2 separate regions of the Mus musculus genome follow, and region 1 is linked to region 2. The links are chromatin contacts, called in public Hi-C maps. All regions are on one chromosome and are shown on one strand. The core of a region is the stretch at or near the end of the contact, and the rest is flanking DNA. Distances in the headings are between cores, read along the strand shown.

Region 1 (7,311 bases), core at 1,756-4,255, 190 kb after region 2:
TCCCAGTTTATGGCCCTGGCGTTCCCCTGTACTGGGGCATATAAAGTTTGCATGTCCAATGGGCCTCTCTTTCCAGTGATGGCCGACTAGGCCATCTTTTGATACATATGCAGCTAGAGTCAAGAGCTCTGGGGTACTGGTTAGTTCATAATGTTGTTCCACCTATAGGGTTGCAAACCCCTTTAGCTCCTTGGGTACTTTCTCTAGCTCCTCCATTAGGGGCCCTGTGATCCATCCAATAGCTGACTGTGAGCATCCACTTCTGTGTTTGCTAGGCCCCGGCATAGTCTCACAAGAGACAGCTACATCTGGGTCCTTTCAGCAAAATCTTGCTAGTGTATGCAATGGTGTCAGAGTTTGGAGGCTGATTATGGGATGGATCCCTGGATATGGCAGTCTCTAGGTGGTCCATCCTTTTGTCTCAGCTCCAGGGAAATACCTTTTTTAGAGCGACAATATAAATTAGAAAAAATTAAAACCACAGTACAGTTCTCTACAAGATGCTCATGGCCTGGAAGTCTAGAGACATCACCAGAATTTTATTTTGATCTTAGAATTTTGGAAGACTAAAAGAGATCAGGAGAAATAAATGGTTCAGAAAAGAGATGAAAAGCAAAAATTAGATTTCTCCTTATCAGATATTAAAAATATTACATTTTATGATAATAAAAGTTGTAAAGTAGTATGAGTAACAGAATAGATAACACCCCCCCTCCAAATTGGAGAAATATCATAGGAATCCAAAGAATGAATTCTAAAGTTTGGTGATGACATCAGAGTGTGGAAGAGGGATAATTAGTGCTCTGGGTCAATGAGAAGAGAAGAACCAAAGAATGAAAAAGAAGCCTAGTAGCTCTATGTGGATTTTCATCAAACTTGAAATGTTCATTACACATAAAGACAAAGAGGGAGCTATAGAAATGCGACCAATTTATTTGGTTTGTAAAATTCTCTCTGCCTACTGTAGATTATGGATTATTAAAATTCTGTATGTATTAATTAATGCAGGAAAGTAATAAGGCAACAATTATTCATTAACCAGCCTTCCCCATTTAAATACCAACACAGTGACCTTTAATATATCAAAGCCTTAGGTTTGCCTTAACTAGGTAGACTCTCAGCTAGCTCACCTGAGTTAATCCAACTGCTTAGCCCCAGCCAGCCAGGTGGCTAGTTATACCTTCCAGGCCCATAGTCTTGTCTGTCTCCTTTCATGTCTCCTGGCAAAAAGTGTTTCCTCTTTCTTCTTCTCAGGATACCATTCTCCCTCTCAGAAAATCCCATCTTAAACTTCCTGAAGGCTAAATGGCCATTACAGTTTTTAGTAAAGCCAATTGAAGAATGCCTTAGGATGACGAGGAAGGATAGAGACACGCTTTCACACAATATACCTGAACATTCTAGAATTTGAAATAATACCCTCATGTAGAAATTAAAAAGCATACTGGGAAAATATTTCAGTCCACGATAGAGGGTCAATACGTCCTAACATATATTTGAGCAAATATAGCAAAGCATAAGATCTCAGGTCCCAAGAAAATTCACAAAGACAATTGATAAGTAATTCCTCCAGGGAAGAATGCAGGTGACAAAAGCATATACAGAACAGTCAATTTCACCAATAATTGAAGAGAGCAAAATTAAAAGCAACCTGTCATTTTCTGATAGATAAATTGGTACCTTTATTTTCTCTTTGTACTGTTAATAGCCACTGCTGTGTAGAGGTATAGAATTTTAAAGTGTTACATCCTTCCAAAGGAAAATAGGGTAACATTTTGCAAAAGGGAAAAAAAATCACAATGGGGTTGGGGGTTGGTGAGCTTTCTTGGCACATACTGAGCCTTGAGTTTCTCCTCCCCAACAAATTGATTGTTTAGAAGTTTTATTTCCTGGAATCTGCCTTAAAGATGGAAAATGGTTTAGACTATTTGCGGTGTTGTTCACAGAAGCATTATTTATAAAGCCAAAGATGGCCCAAGGAAATCAACGATTAAGTACCCTTTGTGGCTTTTAGCTAATCTCTTTGCCACTTCTACTCTGAAATCGCCTATTCCAAATACACACAGACATCATTCCTACCTGTGTGCTTACAGTGTCTACTTGAAGAAGGCCCTTTACTCTGTTACCGTGACCAAGACCCTGAGTCTATGGCCTGCACTTGACCGAGACTCTTAAAAGGAGTGAGCCTGAATTTTTGTAAGCCTGGAAACTGAATGACTCATGGAGTCAAGGATACTGTGGCATACTGAAATTCATCATGTTAGGCCCTTCCCACCTACCATATTACATTTTAGCTAAACAAAAATATTATCTGATGCATCTATAGTCCCTATTCTCCAGATGAGAAAATTGAATTAGCATTTAAATTGCCTATGTAGCTAGCAAAGAGTAAATGTGAGGTGTTAGCCACATCTGTGTTAGTCTGTGAATAAAACATTTAATGATCATAAGAACAGAACCTAAAAGACTAACAGTAGCTAACTTATATTAGACAACCATGTGCTAGACTCATCAGTAAGTGCTTTCTATGTATCTCCTTCTTTATACTTGGCAACAATTCCATGAGCAAGACACTATTACTATCCCCATGCACAGAGAGGAAACAGGTATGAAGCCCTTATATAAGAAACCTAAGGCCTAACTTCTGTAAGTATTAGAGAACAAACGAAGCCATATCAATTACTCTTTCCTGAAATGTGGTACCTCCACTGCAGATGGGATGGTTTTGTAGCATGTTATAGCCTGCACTTCATTTATTCATTCCTTTTTGGAAACAAACCTTTGTCAACCCAATTGCTAAAGTACAAGATACCAAGGCACCAGACACACAGTAGGCAGCGGGAACAAATGCCATTTCTAAAACCCGAGAGCTATATTTCTTTCTTAGTTTCCGGTGACTCAGTCTCAGCCCCTATCATATTCCCCATATTGAATGTCCCACTACAGAGCCAAAAGATCTGAGTTTCCAGACAAAGCCAACATGATGACTTCACCTGCTGTTCCTTTGTTGGGAACTGTGTTTCCTCTTTATGCTTGCACATGACGTCATCGTGATAGCCTGCCAGTCTTAACCCTGCTCACTGCTTTTGAATTTGTAGAATTTCTGTCTTGAATGTCTTGGAGTAACAACAACTCAGCACCTGTTCTCAACGTGGTAAAGTGTACAGTGTTCTCACCAGAAGGATATCTGCAGAATGCAGACATGTCACCTATGATGAAAAATGGGCCACACAATGTTTTACATTCAAAATTGGAAGATTTGATTACATCATAGCCATTTGCAGCTTCAGCAACTGCCTGGAGACAGTTGGAGAAAATATTACTATAACTGCAATATGGGTGTAACCAACAAACAGAAACCCATAGCGTTTTATAGACTCTGTAAAGTTCATGTCACTTGATTTCCCAGAAGAAACTTTTCTTGCATCCTTTATTCTTTCCTGCAATAAGTCAATATTCACTCAAGAACTCCAGTAAGCCAGGCACTGTGTATATTCAGAAACAGTGAGCTCATTCGGCTACATTAGTTGTATCAAAATACTTATGATCCTATCAGGAGGAGAGATGATGGATTCCAATGCACCTGGTAAATATTGTAATGACCAGATGGACAGAATACTCTGAGAGTGGCACTCATAGAATGACTGATTCTACATTGCAAAGGTGAGAGAGCTTAGAAAGGGAAACGTAGAAATAGATCACTTCATGCAGATATAGTGATGTGAACAAAGCAGACTGTTTGAGAACTGTGGGTCCATTACCATAGCTGAAAGTGAGGGTGAAATGTGAGACAAGATTAAACTGGCATTATATAGAGGACTTGAAGAATTAAACTACATATTTCTAGGTATTTGCTATTATCTCCTTTCAGGAAGAAGAAATCTATAGGTGTATATAAAAAATTTAATGATGCTAATTCTGAGAAGGATAGAAGCATAGATAAAAGGGTAACTTGTATTCTACTCTGTAATTTGTGCCTTTTACATTTTTATAGTGGAAGAATATATATATATATATATATATATATATATATATGTATGTATATATATGTATATATATATAATATGTATATGTATACATATATATATAGTGAGAGAGAGATAACTAGACAAATAACGTGACATAGACTAATATAGTAGACAAAGGAATGACACGAAAGTGTGACAGATCCCAAGGAAAGTAGAAACGGGAATAAATGGGCTCTAGTGAAAATTCTGACATTTCCCCCTAAACATATGCCATTATTTTAGATGTGTCAAATAAACAGTGGTCAGAATCAGCCAGTTGGTTATCCCTATACGTAGGAACCTTCTTAAAGGTAAGTAGATTATAAGGAAATGGATAGAAGAAAGCTTGGATGGGAACTGTTCATGCTTGGAAGACTTGATGTTGGGCTCTTGCTTTCTCTTGCTCCTGCTTCCTTACCCTCGTCCCCTTCTCTCTCTCCGATCCCCTCCCCACTCCCCCTCCACGTGCTCATGGCCGGCCTCTACTTCGTGTTCTCTCTCTCTCTCTCTCTCTCTCTCTCTCTCTCTGCCTTTATCTCTAATCCATCAACTCCCCTCCCGATGTCCTGAATAAACTTTATTCTATACAAAAAAACAAAACAAAACAAAAAAAAAACTTGATGTTGTAAAAATCTAGTCAGTGACCTGGAGGTACTGATTTTCAGTCTCTTTGTAAGTTTAACTTTTTGTTTTTGCTTCACCTCATTTTGAAAGGTTTCAGCATTTTCCTTCTTGGTCATCAAGAAAGAATGTTCTTGATGTTTGCTCTTGCCCCACCATCTGTTCCCTCAGGCTTGGCTTCATGGTTACCTAGCTCTTCAGTCTTCTGGGAGTACTCTTTTCCCTAAGGCCAGATCATATGGTTTCTTAGTACTTTGGCAATTCTGTAGGAGTTGCTCTGAACTTACCAGAGTGCCCCACTGCCTATGAGCTCCAATGAGCCATGGGTGTCTTACATACTTCTACAACTGGCTTACAGTCAGCCCTCCATAAATATGTGTTCAATGGAAAAAGTAAAAAGGGTTGGAAGGAGAATAAAGGAAAAGAAATTGTTTTCTCCGGTGGCCTTTTCTACAGAAAAGGAAATGTGGAGCACATATTTCAAGCTATATCTTTGCATTCATCTTATCCTTAAAGGTCAGAAAGAGGAATCAAACTTCAATTATTTCAGTTGTTCTCCTTCTCCTAACACTGAAAACCCTTAATACAGTTTTTTTATATTTCAGTGTTTCTTAAACATATATTTATTTTTGTTGCTATTTCGTAGTAAATTTGCTACTGTTATGAATCACAATGTAAGTATCTCATACATATATGGTATTAGGCAAACCCTGTGGAAGGTTCGTTCAGCCCCAAAGGGATCAAGACCTACAGGTTGAGACCTGCTGAAATATTTGTTCTTCACAAAACAGCGTGCCTGGCACTCTAATCTAGCTGGCATACGAATGAGCAATGGTGAGGACAAAGCCACATGACCAGCGGCCAGGCATTGCCCTCAGCAGCAAAGGGCGCCTGGAGTATCCATCCCAGACTCCATAAGCTACAGTTTTTGTTCCTACAAAGTGAGGAGTTGGAGTAGGAGTGTGCTAAATGGTTTGGTTTTTTTGTGAGGAAGAGACAAGGAAAGAGGATACCTAGCTATGACTCATTAATGAAAGGCAGGAGGACTGTGCTCTGAACTCTGAGTTCAAAGTCAGACTCCATCTTCATAGTACTTCACAGAAATGTCACTACTGGGTTGTATATTTAAAAAAATTAGTTTAATAAAAAATATAAAAAGAATGAAAAAGTACATATTTATAAACGGAGGTCACAATGCCTCTCCGGGGAAATACTGATTCACAGTTATTGATGCTATTACAGAATAGAAAGGAAATCTGTTAGTGAGGTCAGCATGAGGAAACCCTGAACAAGATGCCCTTCGAGTGTCCTTTACTTCTAAAATCCTACTAGAGATCAACCCTGAGTCTTGTGTTCCTGCTACCCCTAGCTTCTTCTCCACTACAAACATCTTAAGATGTTTTACAACAGTGCTTGGGAATGTAACAGACATGTAAAACAATACACATTTTAAAACTCAATGAAGATTAAAAGGAGTTGGATGCCTAATGGGAAGGGTTATTAACAAGACAGGACTGTGATGGGGTTCTTTATTTCCTTTTCATTTCAAAGAAAGCTTTGATGCCTTGGTGGCTAGAGAAAAACAAAACAAAACAAAACAAAACAAAACATCTCTGGAAATTTGTCTCCTGTGCTATATAATTCCAATGGAATTAAGGGGCGGCAGTGATTCCAAAGCTATAGTAAGAAAGCTCAATGTCAGGCTCTTTAAATACATCAGAGCTTCTCTCCTCCCAGTTCTAGAAACAGCCACATCTCCTGCAGTGACAGCCTTATCCCAAGATATAATGGTGAAGGGTGGAATGAATTGATTGGGTTACCAGGGCTCCCTTCATGTCTGGCAAGATGGGTATTGTTGCTATCGATGCCCTCGCCATTGACCTCAGCTACGTGGTCCACGTGTTCCAGTGTGACTCTGACCATGGCACGTTTAATGGCAAAGTCAAGGATGAGCAGTGGAAGCTTATCCCTATTTTCCAGTAGCAGGAACCTGCCAATATCAAATGGGGTGATGCTGGTGCCCAGTGTGTTGTGGAGTCTATTGTTGTCTTCACCAACATGGAGAAGGCTGGGGTCCACTCGAAAGATGGAACCAAAAGTGCCATCATCTCTGCCCCTTCCCATGTTTGTGATGGACATGAACCATGAGAAGTATGACAACTCCCTGAAGATTATCAGCAATGTTTCCTGCACCACCAACTGCTTAGTCTCTGTGGCGAAGGTCAACCACGAAAACGTTGGCATTGGAGAAACCAGTGCCACAATCCATCCTATCAGTGCCACCCAGAAGACTGTGGATGGCCCCTCTGACACGATGGCCATGAGACATGATCACTGCATCCACTGCTGCTACCTTGGCCGTGAGCAAGGTCATCTCAGAGCTGAACAGAAAGCTCTGTGGCATGGCCTTCCATGTCCCTTAGAGCAATGTGTTGTGGACCTGACATGCCACCTGGGGAGAACTGCTGAGTGTAACCACCTCAAAAAGGTAGTGAGGCAGGCTTCAGAGGGCCCACTAAAGGGTACCTTGGGCTACACTGAGGTCCAGATTGTCTCCTGCGACTTTAGCAGTGACAAACACTCTTCTACCTTTGATGCTGGGGCTGGTATTACTCTCAATGACAACTTTGTAAAGCTTATTCCCCAGTATGGAACTGTATCTGGCTATAGAAACAGGGCAGTG
Region 2 (7,543 bases), core at 3,951-6,450:
ACAATTTAGTCCCAGATGCCAGTAGCTACACACCCAATTGTTAGAATATTAAAGCTCTAAAATAAGAAACAGACAAATATCTAAGAAACAAGTACAAATGATCAGTGCAATTGTTCAACTGAGTAATTCTGGATGAGAGCACTAAAGATCATTTCATTTGTAAAAAATCCAGACCGGCGGTTAGAATGAAGAGTAAATCTGTGAGACAAGTGTAGACGCTGAGGCATATTTCCTCTTTCCTTTGCCTGCTGTTTGCCTGACAGGGTTTGTTTCCATAGCTGTTAGAGTTACTGTCTATTGTAGAAGTTTATCACTGAGTGTCTAATAGCTTTGAATAAAGTCTAGAGCCTACACTGCAAATGTGTTTGTGTGTTCCTCATGCTAAGTCTAGTGGGGTTCCATGTTTGGTTAATATTCATATATCCAGAATGTGATGACGTATCATGTAGCTCATAGTAAACACCCCAGGCCCATTACAGTAAGTGGTGCTAACTGGCGATATTTAGTCTCTTCTACAAGAAAGGAAAACCACTTCCTAGTCCTGTAACTCCTATTCCTTTCCTTAAACTTTCTGACCACTAGCTCTGGAGACACTATTTCTACTTTAAAATGTGTTGGTACCTACCTTTCATATAATTTCTCTAATAATTGTGTAGCCACCATTCCACAAGAAAGGATGTTAGTAGTCTAACTATAAATACAAAGTCCCAGTGGTTATGCTAGGTGTGAAATGTATTTCTATAGGACTTCTCTTGCTTGTATCTTTAACTAAGCTTTTAGCTAAACATACACAATCTGGATGTGTATCCTTCCCATGATGCAACAGAAACAAGAACTAGGAGCCAATAATACAAAACTTGAAGTTTTGTGATGGAAAACCTGGTCACCTCTCAAACAGTTCACCATTCAATATTCCAACTTTTGTCTGTGTGAGAGATTATCTTCCTGATAGGAGCTGGCACAGATTCTAGCTTTCCAGGTCCAGGAGGCATTTGAGAAATGTCCATGATATAGAAGAGAAGTAACCACTGTTCCAGGTTATGCAAGTTCTAACTTCCTTTAGTCATCTCAGACAGCTAAATCCTTTAGTCTCTTTGCCATTTTTTTTTTCTGTTCTAATGAGGAAATTGCTGAGGAAAGTGAACTGTTCTGCAATATAAATGGGCTAAGACAATGGAGTCATAGTTGTCATGTGATTAAGCATCTTTTAAAATTCTGTAACTATTGCTATAGATTGGTTTTTTGGATCCATCTCAAAGTCCTTACATGGTTAAAAATAAAGAATAAACTTTCTGTAATAACTTTCACCTACTGCAACTACACCAGTTGAACTGTGGTTCATGGACTGAGCCACATGGGTCTTTGGGTGCTTTAGGGTTATAATTAAAAAGATGAGAAAATTAAAAAGCTGCAGTTCAATTAAAGTCTGAGTGTTTTGGGGAAGGTTGCTTAATAAGGAAAGATTTTGGCAATGGTAAATTGTGGTCTGTAATGAGCCAATTGTAGCCTCAGAATTTATCTTTCCTTCCTCATTCTCTACAAGCCCCAAACCTCCCATGTGGTCCAATCTTGGATCTGTTCACAATGTCTGTGAATCCAAGTTCATCCATCGCTTACACAATAGAAAGAACAGTCTTTTCTTTGGCTCTCGTTTTCTCCCATATGAATACCTACACCAAAAGATCATGAGCAAGAAATGTACCACTATTTGCATGTGGTAACCAATAAATAGATTCCGAGTGTCCACAAACACAGAGTTAAGTTAATTTCTTTTTATCAAGACACTATAATAGGACCATATATAACCAGAGTTCTTCTGTGTACTGATGTTTTAAAATGTCTCTCATATATATTCAAGGTGTTAGGAGATAGCTCAGTTGGTAAATTTCTTGCTGTACAAGTATGAGAACTTGAATTTGATTACCCAGAACACACACAATAACATGAGCATGCTGTTGTATACTTATAATTCCAGTACAGAGGAAGCAGAGATAGGTAGATCTCTAGGCCAGCCAGCCTAACTGGGGAGCCCCAGGTTACAGTGAATGACCCTGTTTCAAAAAACACCAAGGCTCTAAAGAAACAATACTTGGCAGCAACCTATGGTCTCCATTGGATACGCACACACATACATGCATATACCCCATACACATATATAAATACATGCTTTCAGTCATATACATACACATATATACATTCACATATGTGTACTGTATATAGTATATATTTAAGTATATATACATATTCAAGTAACATATTCAAGTATATTTGCTTATGTCAAAATATGCTTAGATGAATGTGTGGTTCATATGTATATATACATACTAAAATCCCTCAAATTCCTAAAACTAGCATTTTGCTCTTATATATCGGGGACAACAAGAACAACCAGTGGACCCCAGTTATTTTTAAACAGTGAGGGAGATGTTCCGCATGCGTATTTCCCAATAGCTGCAGAGAACTTACTATTGAAGAAAAGCTCATGTTTGCTGAAATTGAACCCATAAACCTCTTTTAACATCCGATTAACAAACTTCTTTCCGGAGGGTAGGAGAAAGAGGAGAGGTGAGGTAGGGAGGAGAAGCCTGAAGTCCGCTCAGATGTCCTGTTAAGTGGAATCTGTCTGAGCATGCTGGGCTTAAGCTGCCAAACATCTTTTCTCAAAGAAATACTGGGGTGCTACTGCGAGGGCTGATGAAATCAACCTGCCCAATTCTTTTTGTCTCCTTCCCTCTTCCACCTCCAGCACATTGTGCAAGGGAAAGTTTAAACCATCTTCCTGTCAGGTGGAAGGGGTGGGTAAGCACCAGGTGGCCATGTCCCTGTTTCTCATCCTCAGAGTGCAGCTGCTGGGACAGAGGGCCAGGCTTTGGCCTGAGGCACACGCTGTCCCTGCTCTGAGGGCTGGCTGGGCACACTGTGCTCACTTTGTATCCAAAAGCCTGGGTATTTGGACTGGGAATCCAGTTTCTTGTGCTGTGGGGGTTCAATGATTATTAGGAATGCATGGAACACATTCATTCTTTTGCAAGAAGAATCTTCCCTGGCAAGGCCAGGTCAGAAAGCCCATGGGGACTGTCCTGAAAACTCATACATGGCAAAGAGCTTTGACACACCACTAGACTGCATGGGCTCAATTCAATCTAGTCATAGACTGAAACTTTTAAGTTGATTTTAGATTGTGTGTGGTGTCACAAACAGGCAAGTTTGAAAGGCTATGTCCTCTAGACAGAATGTCTGCTTGGGTGACAGATAGACAAATCCTCTGTGTATTACTTTATTTGATATTACTTTCTCTTATTCACGCAAGGGCTGGGTTTAGGTTTGGAGAGAACCAATCATCCTTTATCATTCTAAGGTTGATACTACTCAAACATAGGTATCTATGCCTGCTGAATCCTTCACCAAGTCAATAATTGTACTTCGAGTAACAGTTGACATGAGGCATGCTAAATATCAGAATAAAGAGACTTTATAATGGTTCAGTGGCTAGCTGAAATTTCTACTTTGGTAGAAACTGCTTTCTTTCTCTGAATTGCATTTTTTTTTCTAAAACTCCACCTAGGTATGGAATTTTCACATTGCCATGAACCAGTTTTACTATGAAAGTTAGTCAAGTGTAGCCATGCTATAGATAGCAGTTGCTTAGATGAAATCAAAGAAGGAAACCTACCTACAACATCTAAGGTAGCTGTGGAATTCTGTCTTTCTCCACTATGACTGATTTTATTTGAGATGTTCCTCTGTCATGTCACTGTACCCACGTTGCTATTGAGGTTTGTGTGTGTGTGTGTGTGTGTGTGTGTGTGTGTGTTGCACTCCCCAGTGGTACACATTGACAGGCAAGCCAGCATGAGAAATATAATACCAGAAATGTGCTTCCACACATGAATGCGAAACTTAAAAGGAGCTTGACAGAGCTGCTTCGCCACTGATCGGCCCATTTTCTCTCAAACTGGCTGAGTGTTGTTGATACTTTTCGTTTCGGTGTATCTCAGTTGCCTCTTATCCACCAATGATGAAGTCCTCGAGCAAAGGAGAGTCCTCATTTCTGAGAGTCTACCAGAAGTATAGAACTGATCAAATTAGGTAATATAATATGAGTGCCTTACCCTAGGAGGAAACTACAATAGCCTGTGGTGATCAGAAAATGAACAGATATGTAGCCTAGTCAATATGTAATGGGAGAGCTCTCATTTAAGTTGTATTGGTGAAAATGGAGTTATGTTTGAATGAAACATGGAGAACTAGGATAGCAGCACTAAGTTATCAAGGTTTGAAAGGCATGTGTGTATGTGGGGGCAGGTTTGCATAAATAACATAGTCCACAAAGTGGGAAAACAATATACCCAGGCTGGTTGATGAAGTCAGATTACAGAGCGCCTTGGGCCCCGGTGTTTAAACAGAGAGACGGGTGAGAGGCAACAAGAGCCAGAGTGTGTCTGAACTTCAGGAATGTCAAGTGAATAGAAAGGAGCACAAGCCTATGAAATAGTCCAGAGAGTAGATAATAAAGGATGCCAGGTATTGTGGAACACACTTTTAATCCCAGCATTTAGGAGGTAAAAGCATTTGGAACTGAAGGTCTACCTTACATATACAGTGAGTTCAAGGTCAGCCTAAGCTCCACAAGAGCCTGTTTCTTCCCAAGTCAATGAAAAAATGTTAATGTCTATGTCCAAGTACATGATATAATTTACTTAGAGATATAAATTTCATTGGGTTATATCTACCACAGGAGCAGGATGTCTCAGACTTTGTCATTGATCAGCTGTAGGAGTCATGAAGGGAAAACAGGATGATAGAGTCAAGTTATAAAGGCATGTAGCCTGACTTAGAAAGCCACAGAGGTCATTGTGATCTGAGGTGTGGGTCTAGTTGACCTTCATGGATACAGCTGAGAGTTAATTAAACTAGCAAGACACGAGCTGCAACTCCAACTCTGTGTTTTCTTTCTGAGTTGATGATTCACTGTTGCTATTGAGAGGTGAGTTGGGCCATGGGTGAACAGGAGCAGTCGGCAGTGAAGACTGAAGGGCAAAGAAGCAGGAAGATTTCCTTGAACTCTGCTTGCACTGAAAACCCTGAGCAGAAGCCCAAACTTGTGGCTTTCTTGGATCTCTTCAGATCAGAGAGCTGCCCATTCCAAAGCCACAGCACTTCTTTTGCGTCTCAGTTACACCACAGGCATCTGACTCATAGGATAGTCAGCCATAGAGGTCAGTCCTGCCTTAAAGCAAGTCTGGAGTGGAGCACTCCTCGGCTTCAGTTTACCTTCTGTTTAAATAGGTCTTGGTCATGGCACTGTTACATTGAAAGGGTGGGCTTATCTTTGTGTTGTATATAATCAATCCTTTATGAACTATAAACCCATAGATCATTATTGCCCTTATTGTAGAGAGTGCAAAGAATAAGTGTATATAAGGGAACAGGTCCCTCAAAAAGAAGAACCGTTCTCAGAACGAGCCGAACGAAGCTTTTAGAGGTTACAGACACAGTGTCCAGGTCAAACCTCCGACTTCCTATTAAGCCTTTATTCCTTTTTACCATCCAAATTAATTACTTCCTTACGCTTCATATTTTAAACAACCTCAAAAATGATATACTATCTGGTAGAGGAAGGTCCTATTTCTTTCCTTTCAGTTTTAAATCCAGGTTTAAAGACCCTTTGGAAAACTTGGCAGCCACTTTGGAAATGGGCGTGAGCTTACAGGACAGCATCAAGGCTGAATTCAGTACAAGAGCACTGAGCTGTTTCATTTGCTGAAGCTTCTGGTAGGTGTTCTAAGAGATCAAGTGTTAAATCAGGGGGTCCCTGTCTGCTGGCACTGCCCAGTTCCAGACAGGGAAAAAGACAGTCAAACAACTAGGGCAAAACCAAATGAGATTAAGAAGACATTTTCGGCTTCATTCACTTTCTGGATGAATAAAATACTGGGCCTCCAGAGTTTGGCAGCCCTCATGACATGTTAGGAGAGAAGAAAAGAGAGCTACTTCTAAATGGGCCATTTCCCCATAGTGCCAGTGAGCTTAGAAACTTTACAAAGAAAAATGGGACAAGTCTTTCTCACTCTCATTAAGCACCCTCAAACACCAGTAGCCTTAACAGGAGACTCCAGGAGAGGCAGATGGAAGTGCCCTGACCCAGCACACTCAGGACAAGAAACTGCAGGGATTGGGGGTCATTGCCAAGTGGTGAGATGAACCTGATAGGGTTCCTAAATAACAGCATGCCCTCAGCTGCAGGCCTGACTTCATGCTATTCCAGTCGTGTGACCTGTCTCCTCCAGGGATCTAAGATAACACTTATCACAGCCGGCTTTGGGATCCGGTTGCTTGAATGTGTCCCTGCTTTCAGCACTGAATATGAGAGCAATGACCATGACTTACTCAACTCTGTGCCCCAGAACACTTGGCATCAGCCCTGGTCCTCGGCAGATGCCCAGAAAGTGTGCAGAGCTGGTTGGAATTTTGGCAGGGCTTCCTGCTTCTCATGGGTAAACCCCATGGGTCTTCTTGTCTGATTTGCAAAGGATAAAACATTTCATTTATTAGAAAACTGGGATCTGATTTTTGAGACCCTGATTCTAAAAGAAAATAGAACTGGATTTTCCTTTCCATACAACCCTGTCCACAGGACCCTGACAAGTCTATTTCCATTCCATGCTCAGTTTTCTATGGGTGGTTAGAGAGATTAATATATAAGAATCTCTCAGTTCTAGACCTTTCTTTATATTATTTTGCATTGTAAGTTCAAAATTAAAACCCCACTACCCAATTTTCCTTTCTTCCCTCTGATCCTTGACATGATGGCATTATATCATGTTCTAAATTTATACAGAATTATTAAAAAGATATCATAGTGGAAAAGAGCAAGCCTGACACTGTTGTCATCATCCCTTCACGGGTTGCCACCTTCCAACCACTGGATAAAGCGTCTTTTATAAGTAGCAGGACATTTTTTTTTCTCCCAATCCATTGAAATATTTTTAAGACTTAAAGCTTTTAACTACTGTGTTCTGGGACAGTTTCACACAAGTACATATGTGTACTGGCTTCTGTCATCTTTTATTCTTTCCCATCTCTTTTCTTCCTTTATCTACTTCTGATCTTCTCTAGAAATCTATATTTTTTACATCTATGTCTATTTATCTTGTTTCGTGACTCACTGAATTTAAGCATGGATTTCTGTGTCACCATGTGCATGCAGATGTCTTTGGGAGCTGGGGCGGGGCCTAGGGGCTGGCTCAAGTGGGTCCATTTTGCCTGGCTATTTGGTTTCGAAATTTACAGGTTCACAGAGGTGTAAGACAAATGTTGGTTTCTTTCCTCCAGCAACTGCAGAGTATGAAAAGTAGACAGCAAGGAGAAAGCATCCAATCCAGCCTCAGCTTCTTTTCTTTACTACAACTGAGATGTCTGGTGTCTTCAGGAACAAGCTATTATCCTCAAGTTCTGGTGGGCCACCAAGAGGCCAACAGTATAATGGAATTATCATTATATATATATTTCCATATGAGCACAAGAGCTTGTATTTACATTT

The links. A called contact is a pair of places that touch in the nucleus more often than the background predicts.
Region 1: a Hi-C map of myocytes shows a contact between it and region 2, with 2.8 times the contacts expected there. The contact joins two enhancer-like sites. A contact is called at or near these places in 4 of 484 Hi-C or Micro-C datasets (3T3-L1-derived adipocytes, muscle stem cells, myocytes and 1 more) and 3 of 115 datasets of contacts at active chromatin or transcription factors (astrocytes and neural progenitor cells).

What each region holds. Positions count from the first base shown.
Region 1 is chr16:25,720,281-25,727,591 of GRCm38.p6, forward strand. All of the region lies in intron 1 of Trp63 (transformation related protein 63), which reads left to right. Among named protein-coding and RNA genes, the nearest start is that of Gm24928, 21 kb to the left of the region's middle. Within about 2 kb of position 3,006, at least 9 of the 459 cell types and tissues checked have an H3K27ac peak or open chromatin away from gene starts, as enhancers often do. A contact at or near this core is called in muscle stem cells and myocytes, where this site is marked.
Region 2 is chr16:25,526,986-25,534,528 of GRCm38.p6, forward strand. No RefSeq gene overlaps it. Among named protein-coding and RNA genes, the nearest start is that of Trp63, 150 kb to the right of the region's middle. Within about 2 kb of position 5,201, at least 86 of the 459 cell types and tissues checked have an H3K27ac peak or open chromatin away from gene starts, as enhancers often do. A contact at or near this core is called in muscle stem cells and myocytes, where this site is marked.